Linked DNA regions of Lactuca sativa: region 2 is linked to region 1. Evidence: chromatin contacts called from public Hi-C data. All regions are on one chromosome and are shown on one strand. The core of a region is the stretch at or near the end of the contact, and the rest is flanking DNA. Distances in the headings are between cores, read along the strand shown.

Evidence for each region. A called contact is a pair of places that touch in the nucleus more often than the background predicts.
Region 2: a contact with region 1 is called in a Hi-C map of leaf, with 8 times the contacts expected there. The contact joins the promoter of LOC111890722 here to the promoter of LOC111890773 in region 1. A contact is called at or near these places in 4 of 4 Hi-C or Micro-C datasets (bud, leaf and seed).

The regions. Positions count from the first base shown.
Region 1 is chr5:308,971,922-308,977,802 of Lsat_Salinas_v11, forward strand. LOC111890773 reads right to left here and starts at 2,497. Exons shown (of 3, transcript XR_006183275.1): 1 at 1,531-2,497; 2 at 1,381-1,445; 3 at 1-231.
Region 2 is chr5:309,192,380-309,198,260 of Lsat_Salinas_v11, forward strand. It overlaps LOC111890722 (transcription factor PIF3), which reads left to right and starts at 3,327. Exons shown (of 9, transcript XM_023886804.3): 1 at 3,327-3,646; 2 at 4,105-4,282; 3 at 4,361-5,186; 4 at 5,267-5,371; 5 at 5,557-5,622. The coding sequence starts at 4,203.

The sequences.
Region 1 (5,881 bases), core at 1,247-3,746:
AATTTTTAAAACTTTTTTGATCAAAACCGCAACAAAAGTTCTATTTTGGACCGGTAGTGCTAGTCCAAAACTTTTTAAAACAAAATGACAATTTTTTACAATTTAGTCAATTATTATATTTGCAATTATGGCTCTTATTTACTCCACATCGACTACTTTCCTGCAAACTTGCAGAAAATCTGATCCATCCACATTGACATATTTTTGCAATTAATGCTTCTGATGTCCTTCCTGGATCACCAACAGGAAACAACATACTGAGTCGGACATATAACGAGTTAAAGAGATTGGCAAAAAGAAATAAAGAACAAATAGGATGATAAGAAAGGGAAGGAAGAGATTGGACAAAGAAACCGAAGATAGGAGTTTTGTTCCAGTTGACAATGGTATTCATTCCAAATCATACCCAACTTCCCATTTTCCTTCATTTTTTTAAAACTTCCCCTTTTCCTACATTTTAGTTTTGATTTATACACTTTAGTTGAGTTTGATTCTGATTTTTTTGTTTTTGAGAAATATGAATTTTGTTAGGATTTAGTTATGCTCCTTGAACATGGAAATGAAATAAATGAAGAAAAACTGAGGGGAAACGGTCATTTTGGTATATTTAACAGCTAAGTTATTAAAATTGACAACCTAAGGACCAAAAATGTTATAAAACATTTCAATAAGAATCATAATTACAAATAAATAATAACTGGACCTGATCCAAACACACATCACAGGGACCAAAATTGTAATTTAGTCTATTCTATACATATTTATAAACTTTTGAGTAAATTACAAAAATTGTCCTTGAGTAGTTGAGCAAATAGCAACTTGCTTACATTTCACTATCAATATGGGTAACATACTCTATTTGTTACATACTTCTATTATCAACAAAAATATCAAGCTGAGTTGCTATTATTATAGCTAAAGAATTGTACATACATTACTATTATGTGACATGTGTAAAGAAATGTAATTTAGTTGCCTGCTATTAAAAAACAAGTGTGATACTATTATGAGTAAAAAAATGTAACTACATTTCCATTAAGGGTAAAAACACAATACATTGTCTATATTAGTAAAAAGATTGAAGTATGTTTCTAGAAAACTCTAATTTGGGCTTTTAAAAAGCAGAACTTCAACTGGAGGTATAAAGAACACTAGCAACAAACACTCCAACCTTTGATCAGAAAGAGATGTTGCACATAGCTCACTTTGACAATGCATAATACTAAAATAAGAATGTTGTGGTATAAACATACAATCTTGGAAAAAAGATTCAATTCACTGCATGCAAAAGCCAGATTTACAAGTAAATAAAAAAACCATCATCTCTAACTTTGGATAAAACAAACACTTTGGGGGATTAAATTTTCAGAGAGAATATACCATTTATCAAAATGAGTTACTGAACCATAAGAAAGATCTCACCTTGCACCAAATACAGAAACCACCTGTTAAATCAAGAAGCTACAATGTAAGATGAAGATCAACTACAAAAATATTATCACAGAAACCATTATGCTCAAGCTACTTTACCAGAAGCCAATGCTAAGGTTGCAAACCAATATTCTCCTGTATAGCATGATTATTCTTGGGTAATTGTTCTTGATCTACTACTAATATTGAATCATTCTTTTGCCCTAAATCTTCATTACGATTATACACTGCCCTCATCTTATTCTGCACTTCAGACAAGGCGATTCCATCAGCATTCTCTTTTAATACCACAGACTTGAAAGCTTCAGACACCTGATTTGCAGCAACTAGTTTGTTGTTGTTGTTGTTGTTGTTGTTGTTGTTGTTGTTAATTCGAACATCCATCATAGGCATCGACACAACTTTGTTACCATTGATGTTTTTCTTCTTTTCGTTTTCCATTAGGTACACAACATGATCAAGAGCCTCCCTGGCTCTCTTCCTCGTGTACGAAGCTTCCTTCGCTCTCCTCTCGGCTTCTGCAACTGCCACCACCTCTGCTTTACTCATTGACAAAGATGATATCTCCGCAGCAGTTACCAGCAGTCTCGCAGCATCATTATCCATCCCCCCATTTCCATCGGTTCTTTTGGGATCGAAAACAAGTCGGCTAGGGTTTAAGCAAGTGGCGCAAGGGGAGGGGGAAGGGGAAGGGGCACGTGAAGAGGGAGTAGGTGCGGAAATGGGAGGGGAGACGCAGGTAGGGTGGGCGGAAGAGTAGCATTTGTTGCAAACGACAGCGTGTTCGGGGGGTGAACGGTCGTAAACAATGAAACAGGTGGGGCAGAAATACTGGGAGTGGAGACGGAGGACACAAGTGGTGCAGAGACGGCGAAAGTTACCTCCGCGACGGACGTGGTGCAGGATTTTCCGATCTAGGAAACCGCAGTGGCCGCAGACGGTGTTTGTTGTGGGATTGTTAGCTTTCATCATGATTTCCTGATCAATCATGAACCCAAAGAAATGAGATTTTTAGGGTTTACGTTACAAGATAATCGGAGAAGGAGGGGGACGGGTTTTTTTTTTTTACTTTGACTAACAAACAGTAACGAAGTTCGGTGCGGTTTTTGGATAAAATTAAACTGAAAACCTCAACTTCGGTTTTTGGAAATATGACTTACGAAGGTAATTAACTTTTCGGTATGTTCACATCTGGGTAACTATCTTTTTTTTGTACAAATTTAGGTAACAAACTTGTTGGAAGTGTTCACATATAACCATTATGACCTGCTATAGCAGGTTAAATCCTAAATGTGAACAGTTTCAACAAGTTCGTTACCTAGATGTGTACAAAAAAAAATAGTTACTCAAATATGAACAAAACGAAAAGTAAAAATTAAATTACACGAATGGTCCCTGTGGTTTAGGGGAATTTGTGTTTTTGGTCCTTAACTTATTTTTTTTAACTTGGATGGTCCATACTGTTTATTTTTGTTGCGTGTTTGGTTCCTGTCTTACCTAATGAGACTATTGTGCCTTATTAATTTATTTTTTAATTAATTTTCTTATTTATGTATTTATTTTTTGTATATTTAAAAAAATTAATAGACCACCCTACTGTTTATTTTTTAAGTAATTTATTTTTTTTAACTCGGATGGTCCCTACTGTTTATTTTTGTTACACGTTTGGTTCATGTCTTACCTAAAAAGACTATTTTGACCTTATTAATTGTTTTTAATTAATTTTCTTATTTATATATTTATTTTTTATATATTTACAAAAATTAATATACCCCACATATCTGTATCTCCTCACCGTAATCCTGAAACCACATTTGAGAAATTTAATTTGAGTCTTACCGGTCACCATCTCATCTCTCATCCTCCCAAACTTCTATTTCTTTTCCATCTTTAGTAACATCGACGTCTTCACCATCCTTCTTTTTTTGGTATTTCAACTCTAGCGAACCAATAAATTAATAAGGGCACAATAGTCTTTTTAGGTAAGACAGGAACCAAACGCGCAACAAAAATAAACAGTAGAGACCATCCAAGTTAAAAAAAATAAGTTAGGGACCAAAAATACAAATTCTCCCAAACCACAGGGACCATTCGTGCAATTTAATTTTTACTTTTCGTTTTGTTCATATTTAGGTAACTATTTTTTTTTGTACACATCTAGGTAACGAACTTGTTGAAAGCGTTTATATTTAGGATTTAACCTGCTATAGCAGGTCATAATGGTTATATGTGAACACTTCCAACAAGTTTGTTACCTAAATATGTACAAAAAAAATATAGTTACCCAGATGTGAACACTTCCAAAAAGTTAGTTACCTTCATAAGTCATATTCCCTCGGTTTTTTGAAGTTTAGAAACCGCACCGTTTGGTTTTTTGCGGTTCGGTTTTTTCTTTACGGTTTTTTGTCAATTTTTTTATTTGTTTTTTGTTTTGTCTTTTTACTAAAACTCAGGTAACTCAATGGGTTACTTTGACTCGGATGAGAAGTGTCAATTATTTTTTGAGAAATTTTACGTAGAGACGAGGAGCGCCAAATTTTTCATCCCCAATAATGTGCGACTCCTCAAAGATGTGTGTTAAAAGTCATAGACTTGACTCTATTATATGAAATGTGAGAATAGTGAAAGTTTTATCTCAAATGCGAAGAGGGATGCTCTTATAAGACTGACAAAATTAAAACCCAAATGATATCTTGGAGATGTACAGAAACCACTACCTCTTGGATTGAAATCAAATAACATAATCACTCATCCAACAAGCTTTTAATGCTTGAATATAATACAAATTAAATATAATATTTGTTTCATAGGTACATGCAATAATATCAATTAATGTATTTATAAAAATTATATTATCATCACTAGTTCTCTTAATATTAAAATGTTAAAAAGTATAATAAACGTTATTTGTTTTTATAAATATCATTATATGTATGTTTAAAAATATACAGTCATCCTCTGATAATATAGATATTTATATTTATAGAAATTTTAATTGTCATGGGTTCTTTATTCTTACAAATATTAACACTTAATATATATATATATATATATATATATATATATATATATATATATATATATATATATATATATTCGATGCGGTTCGGTTTTCTGCAGTTTTTGCAAGACTAGAAACCGCACCGCACCGAACATTTTTGGTTTTTGCAAAACTAAAAACCGCACCATCGGTTTTCATTTTGGTTTCGGTTTTTCGGTTTTGGTTTTTTCGGTTTGCGGTTCTGTTTTTGCTGACCCCTAATTTCATCTTCTTCAAAGTATTTTAGAAAATAATAATAGTATTTTTGAAATATTTTGTTGATAATGGTTTTAACAAAGAGCGCTACTATATGTATTTTACGCAAACTACATTACAGGTAGATAGGGGTACACAAAACAATTTGAGGGTATTTATAAAGTTTCCCGTTAAAAAATTTATACAAATTTGCAAAAAATGTTCCCATTGTATGCATTTTTCTGCGGTTTAGTCCAAACCTCAACTTTTTTGGTTTCATGGTCCTTTTGTATTAGTGTCTATGTGGTTTTAGTCCTTCTGAAAATTGGAATTACTATAATACCCTTATGTATATATATTTTTATTTTTTTATTCTTTATCTATTTAAATAATTAAAAATTAATAAAACTCTCTCTCTCTCTCTACCGTATACCCACATGTACACTTTTTTCTTCATCTTCCTCATATTTCCTCTACATATTTCTTTATCCTCATGTTGTTGCAGTAGGATTAGCGAAAATTGGAGAGATTTTAAATACTAAAACCCCAAACACCAAAAGAAATAAAACCCCAAATCATCTTCATTGGGGAGACAAGTATCACATATTCAAGTTCCAGAAAGAACATCGAAAGCTACGAAAAGACCCAGAAGAAATTCAAATCGTGATCCGGGTCAAAATCTTTATAGAATGGTCATTCAAGCTCCCTCAATGGGTATGTAGAGCTTATGCCTAGCGGCGAAGATGGCATACAAGAAGCAAGCATTATGATGGAATTTGGTGGGCAGGTTGTTTACCGGCGGAGGATGAAGGGTAACAAAAGATCCAAAAGCATTAGAATGGTATCACAAGCTCTCTCTCTCTCTCTCTCTCTCTATATATATATATATATATATATATATATATATATATATATATATATAAAACAAATCCATTCCCACACATCCTTCACTACAATCTGCACCTCCCTAATTTGTATTTGCGTGTGGTAACAAAAGAAAATAGCATCCCCTCGCTCCTAAATTGATAATCGATTGTAGCCTTTGTAGGTATCTGGGCTCCGGTATCATCAATCAATTTCTTCTTTTGGATTGAATATGTTCATTTTTAATATGATTTTAGGATTTTTCTCATTCTTGGTGTTCTTGAGTCTTTTCCAGATTTTACACATAAATTGAATGTTATATTAGATGGATTATTATAGGTTGAATCATCT
Region 2 (5,881 bases), core at 2,077-4,576, 220 kb after region 1:
TATATGGCATCTCATATCAATTATTTTTAGAAACTAGTTTTATAGTTAAAACATCAGTTTTTAGTTCATAGCTCGACTTGAAACTCTTAAAAACTCGACACAAACATACAAATAATACAATATATAGCTTGCAATTTCAGCCTACAAAAGTACATACAAAAATGGACATTTGAAAACAACCACCAATAAATTCAACATGGTCCTTTCTTAGATGGTAAACAGCACCATCATATGCCCCTTTCTTAGTATGCCATTTAAAACATCTTATGAGCTTTGGACATATATGGCAACGAATGTGAACTATTTTGTAGAAACTAGTAGTTAGACTTATAATTATTGATTATTATATTATTAGAGAAATGGGCGTCTCAAAAATATTGATACACTATATGTGTGTGAAGATGTGTAAGCCAAAAAAGTATACATGTAAAACAAAGAATTTTAAGTAACAAATGGATGCTTCAAAATGATGTAAAGGTGTACAATTTGGCAAGAGATGTGTTAAGACCTTAATTATTGATTTAATATGTAATGAAAGTTGACAAAAATGCAAAAATGGTCCCTGTGGTTTATCATTTTTTGTGGATATGGTCCAAACCTTTTGAAAATTGGATTTTTGGTCCTTATTCAGAGGTTTGTGTGTGGAACAGGTCCCTAGAGTTAACCACCGTTTGTTTTTGGCTGTTAAACCCCTCATGTACATTGCACACGAGGGCATAAATGTATTTTTACTCAAGAGGAGACAGATGAACAAAATTCATCGAGGGAAGCTCCAGCGGTGGCTGATATCACGTGGGGAGGGATGGGCGTCGATCTCCGGCGACCCTTGTGGGCTTAATCGTCGTCTGCTCGGGAATGAAAAAATGAACGGTTCGATCGGCGAGCACATCACGAGAGGGGAAGAAGCAGGGCAGATTGACGATGATTTTGGGGGTGTTTGATGCTATGGAGCCGACTAGGAGCATCGAGAAACTTAAGAGGGTCATCGCCCTCCTGATCGCTGACAAACCTCCACTTGCCTCAGGTGGAGGTTCTTCGACTGCAAATAAAGAGGAAAGAGGGAGGGAGAACGACGGTATTAGGGGTGTTTTGGGGCGATGTTTTTCAGCAGGACGAGGAGGGGTAGATCCTCGATGTTTCATCACAAAACCGCCACTACCGGTGGTGCTTAGCTGGACCAAAGAGAAAAAGAAGAATGGAAGTAGCGAGGGATCTCGTCGGTCTTGTGGTGTTCTGTGACAGCGAGGGAGGCCGAGGGTGGGCTAGGAGGGTTGTTACAAGTTTAATCTAGTTGTTTCTTCTCTTTCTTTTCCGGTCACAATAATGGAAGGAAGATGGTGGTGGAGTTGTGGGAGACGACCGGTGGTGTTGGGGTTGCTGTGTGGTCGTGAGGGAAATGTGGATTCCATGAAGTTCCTTCTTGTTTTGTTGCAGGTATACACGAGAACGAGAACCAATTTGTTCTTGGCTGGGAAATGAAGATGCAAACAGACACAAAGAATCAATCAATTTTTACTGTAAGGGTTCAATTGTAGTTGGTTGTTTGGATTGTGGATTTTATCATTGTTAATTTGTGGTTGAGTGTTGGGTTGAAGAAACTGTTAATGTAATCTTTTTAATTGTGATGTGCAGAATTATTTATGCCATTGTTTCCTCTTGAGTAAAAAGACATTTATGCCCTCGTGTATAATGCACATGTGGGGTTTAACATCCAAAAACAAACGGCGGTTAACTCCAGGGACCTGTTCCACACACAAACCTCTCAATAAGGACCAAAAATCCAATTTTCAAAAGGTTTGGACCATATCCACAAAAAATGACAAACCACAGGGACCATTTTTGCATTTTTGTCATGAAAGTATGTTGGAAGGATTTTGGGCAGCTTAGAAGCGCGCTTATGTGGGGTTTGTTATCAATTTGGCAAAAGTTGAAGGTACCATACTTTAGTAGGTATTTTATCAAAAAATAAAAATTTAAATTTTAAATCCTAAAATAAAAGAGAATAGAATGTTACTAGAATTGCATGGATTAATGTAATAAGTATGTTTAGGCACTTGTTGAGCTTAAATAATAACATATCGACTATTTTCACAATGTTATCAAAATACAATGCCACGGTAAATGATGTGATGTGAAGACATGATGGAAAGAAAATCTAATTGTCAAACGGTAAATTGTGCCATAGAGAACTTTAAATCTGACACGTCCTAAGACATATTATTAAGACATATTATGTGAAAGTAAATCATAGAGTATTATCACTATTTTAAGTATTCTAGGGATTTAATCATAGATCTTTTCTTCATGGTATTTAACACTTCAAAATAGGACCCTATTATAATTTATAGGGTAAGAAATTGTAATTGTGACTATGTAGAAATAATATAGTTCTCTTACTTAATTGGGAAGGTATCCTTATGGGATTATGTGTTTTTAAGAACCAAAAGTGGATTAACATATCTAGATTCTAGAAATAATATAGTTCTCTTAATTAGAAAGGTATCCTAATGGGATTTGATGTGTTTTTAAGGCCAATGAAATCTTCTTAAACGGATGGGTAAATTGTAGTTATCATATGAACAAATCAACAAATTTTATATCATATATTTATATGTAAAATTATCATATTAACATGAAAAAAACACACTAGCGATGTCCATGTTTAAATTTGAACATTATTTTATTTTTTTATTACTTTTTTTGTTATCGTGCTCTAATTTCTTTGATAAGGGGGTTTATATATATAAAAAAATATATATATTAAGTTCTTCAAATGACAATGCAAACGGTTACTAAGTCATAAATGACAATGCCCCTTTTGGCCATTGATGACTTATAGCATTGGACCAAAGTTTCCATATCCTTTGTCTACTTGGATGTATTAGTCGGCACAACGACTCTTTTAACAATTTGATGTTAGACAGTTCAAACTTCAACATGAGGAGCATTAATTACCAGTTTGACCCCATAATTTATTTTTAAGCTTTTTTTTTTAAATGACAATTCAAAAAATAACTTATAAATAAGCTTTTTAAAAAGTTATATCAACAAGCTTATTGATTTTTTCTTAAATTTCTCCAAATATATCCTTATTTAATTATAAAAAAACCTAATTTTTATATTGTTTATTATTTTATATTATATCAACTAGTTTGTATTATTTTTATCATAGCAGTAGATTTTCAACCCGTAATAATTTTAAAAAATAAATAAAACCTATCCAAATAATGCAAAATATTATTGAATCAAATAAATTAAAATGAAATTAGATAATGTGTTATGTCAAATAATTGTAAATTTTACAAGTGTACAATTTTGGAAGGGAGGCAGCAGTTGTGTTGCAATTTAAAGTGATTCTTCTCTTGGTTACCTCCATATCGTGCAAGCCTTTCGCCGTCTTCTACTATTAATCTATTACCCATTTCCCTTTTCTCCATATGCTTTTACCATTTTCGAGAAATTGACACCCAGTCCGAGCTGGAGATTAAACAACTGTTTCTTCAAGATCAATACTTCAACTAACGCCCATTTCTATTAGCAGCCTCCGTAAACTGGGAAACTTGAAGGCACGATCAAATCAGAAATGACTTACTGAATCAATTGATCCTAATTTGGAGTTTTTTTACTTGAATTTTGTTTTACAGAGGTGGGTTTCTTTATTCTTTAATTATGGTTTTGTTTGTCGATTTGGATAATCAGTTGCGGGTAGTTAATTGCTTTAATTAATTTAATAGTTCATCGTTGAAATTAGAATCTGGATAATCGTTTGTGGGTTTGTTTACTTATGTTTGACTGATGATTAGAGTATGTGTGTGTTTGTACTTTTGCAATTAGAATAAGCTTAATCAGATTGAGTTTCAGGTTTGCTTTATCTTTTAGGGCACCATTAAAGAATAAGTTTGACTAATAGTATTAATTAAGAGTACATTAATTGCGGCTACAATACCATTTTGTCAGATTAAGACTTTACTCTTGAAAAAGGAAAATATATAGAATTGTCAATACAGACATGTCCATATTAGATAAAATAAATTATATATATATGTCAGTAAAAATATACATAAAAAAATAAAATTCCCCTATCTGATGTCATGATAATTGCAGGTGTTTGTTTCATCAAGTGGGTTGAAGCTCTTATTACAGGTTTTGAAGTCTGTGAATGAATTTTGAGAGAATCATTGTGGTGGTATTTCGATCCAAACATGCCACTTTCAGAGTTCTATAGATCTGATAATGAAACGAATGAATCTCCTCAACAAAAACCAACCGATATTTCATATATGTAAGTTTTTACCTTAATTCGAGTTTCCTTTTCATGATATTAACATTAATCGATCTTCATGGGTTATGATAATTGCAGCCCGAATGACGAATTTGTTGAATTGGTATGGGAAAAAGGTCAGATTATGATGCAGGGTCAAACTAGTAAAGCTAGAAAGACACCAGTTTCAAGTAATTTTCTTTTTCATACACCAAAAGTTCAAGAAAAAGAGGGTCTTTTAGATGTACCTATGTCAGAAATGGGATTACATCCAGACGATGATATGGTACCTTGGTTGAATTATCCCCTCGATGATTATTGTTCTGATCTGTTACCCGAGATATCTGGTGTCACAGGAAATGACCATAATACCCTCAATGTACTTGACAAAAGAAGTAGTTATAACCATAGTAATAAAGATTCCCATCTACATAACGTTTCAAGAAGCAGCCATATTCTGGATCCATCTATTAGATCAGTAGTTACAGATATAGGTAGCAGTAATTGTAGAAATAAACCCCAAAATCTTGAAAAAATGGTGCAAAAACAAGATTCACTACTTCCATATTCGTCATCTACCTTGTTGAATTTTTCTCATTTTTCAAGACCAGCTGCAATGGCTAAAGCTAACCTTCTGAATCACGGACCACAAAAGGAAAACGGGTTTCCGGGTCGACCCGGTTTGGATTCTGGCAAAGTGGGTTTGAAACCAATTGAAGAGCCACGTTGTGTTGAAAAGTCTTCTAATATGGTTGTTGATGCAAATGTGGGTAAAGCAGGGGTAGAAACGGAAAAGAGTAATGAGCCTGTTGGTGCTTCTTCTTCTGTTTGCTCCGGGAATAGTGCTGAGAGAGCTTCTAATGATTTGACAAAAAACTGTAAGAGAAAGTCTCATGATACCGAAGATTTTGAGTGCCAAAGTCAAGTATGTCAAATTAATTAATTTAAAAAAAAATATGTTTTGTAATTGTTTGATTGTCTGATTGTATTAAGTGTTTTGATTAGGACGCTGAAGAAGAGTCTTTGGGCACTAAAACAGCTGCTACTTCTAGAGGAGGTTCGGGTTCCAAGAGAAGCCGAGCTGCTGAAGTTCATAATTTATCAGAAAGGGTGAGCAAAATATCTTTCGATGTTGAGGGCATTTACGTCTTTTTGCAAAAAAAATGTGATTTTCCTCATTTTGTAGTCCTAGTACAATGCATACGTGACATGACATCAAGTATTAGTGATTTTTTTTTTCTTGATAAATTTCATGTTAAAATGCACGTAATTTCTCGTTTATGATATTGAAACAGAGGCGAAGGGATAGGATAAATGAAAAGATGCGTGCACTACAAGAACTCATACCAAATTGCAACAAGGTGCATCATTTAATTTTAATCTACTCTTCTTATGAATCCCTTTTTGTTTATATGCGTTACAATTTGAATTTTTATGGAATCTTTATTGGTCAACCACTATATTTTTTACTTAATGCAAAAAAACGACTTAATAGAGAAATTCAGAGAAATTAGGCTTTCCCCATTGAGCCTAATTATTTTTTACAAACTCACCCTCATTTACATTTTCCTTCCATTTGCACACACAAAGATTTACGTTGGTAGTATTTCCAAATTGACA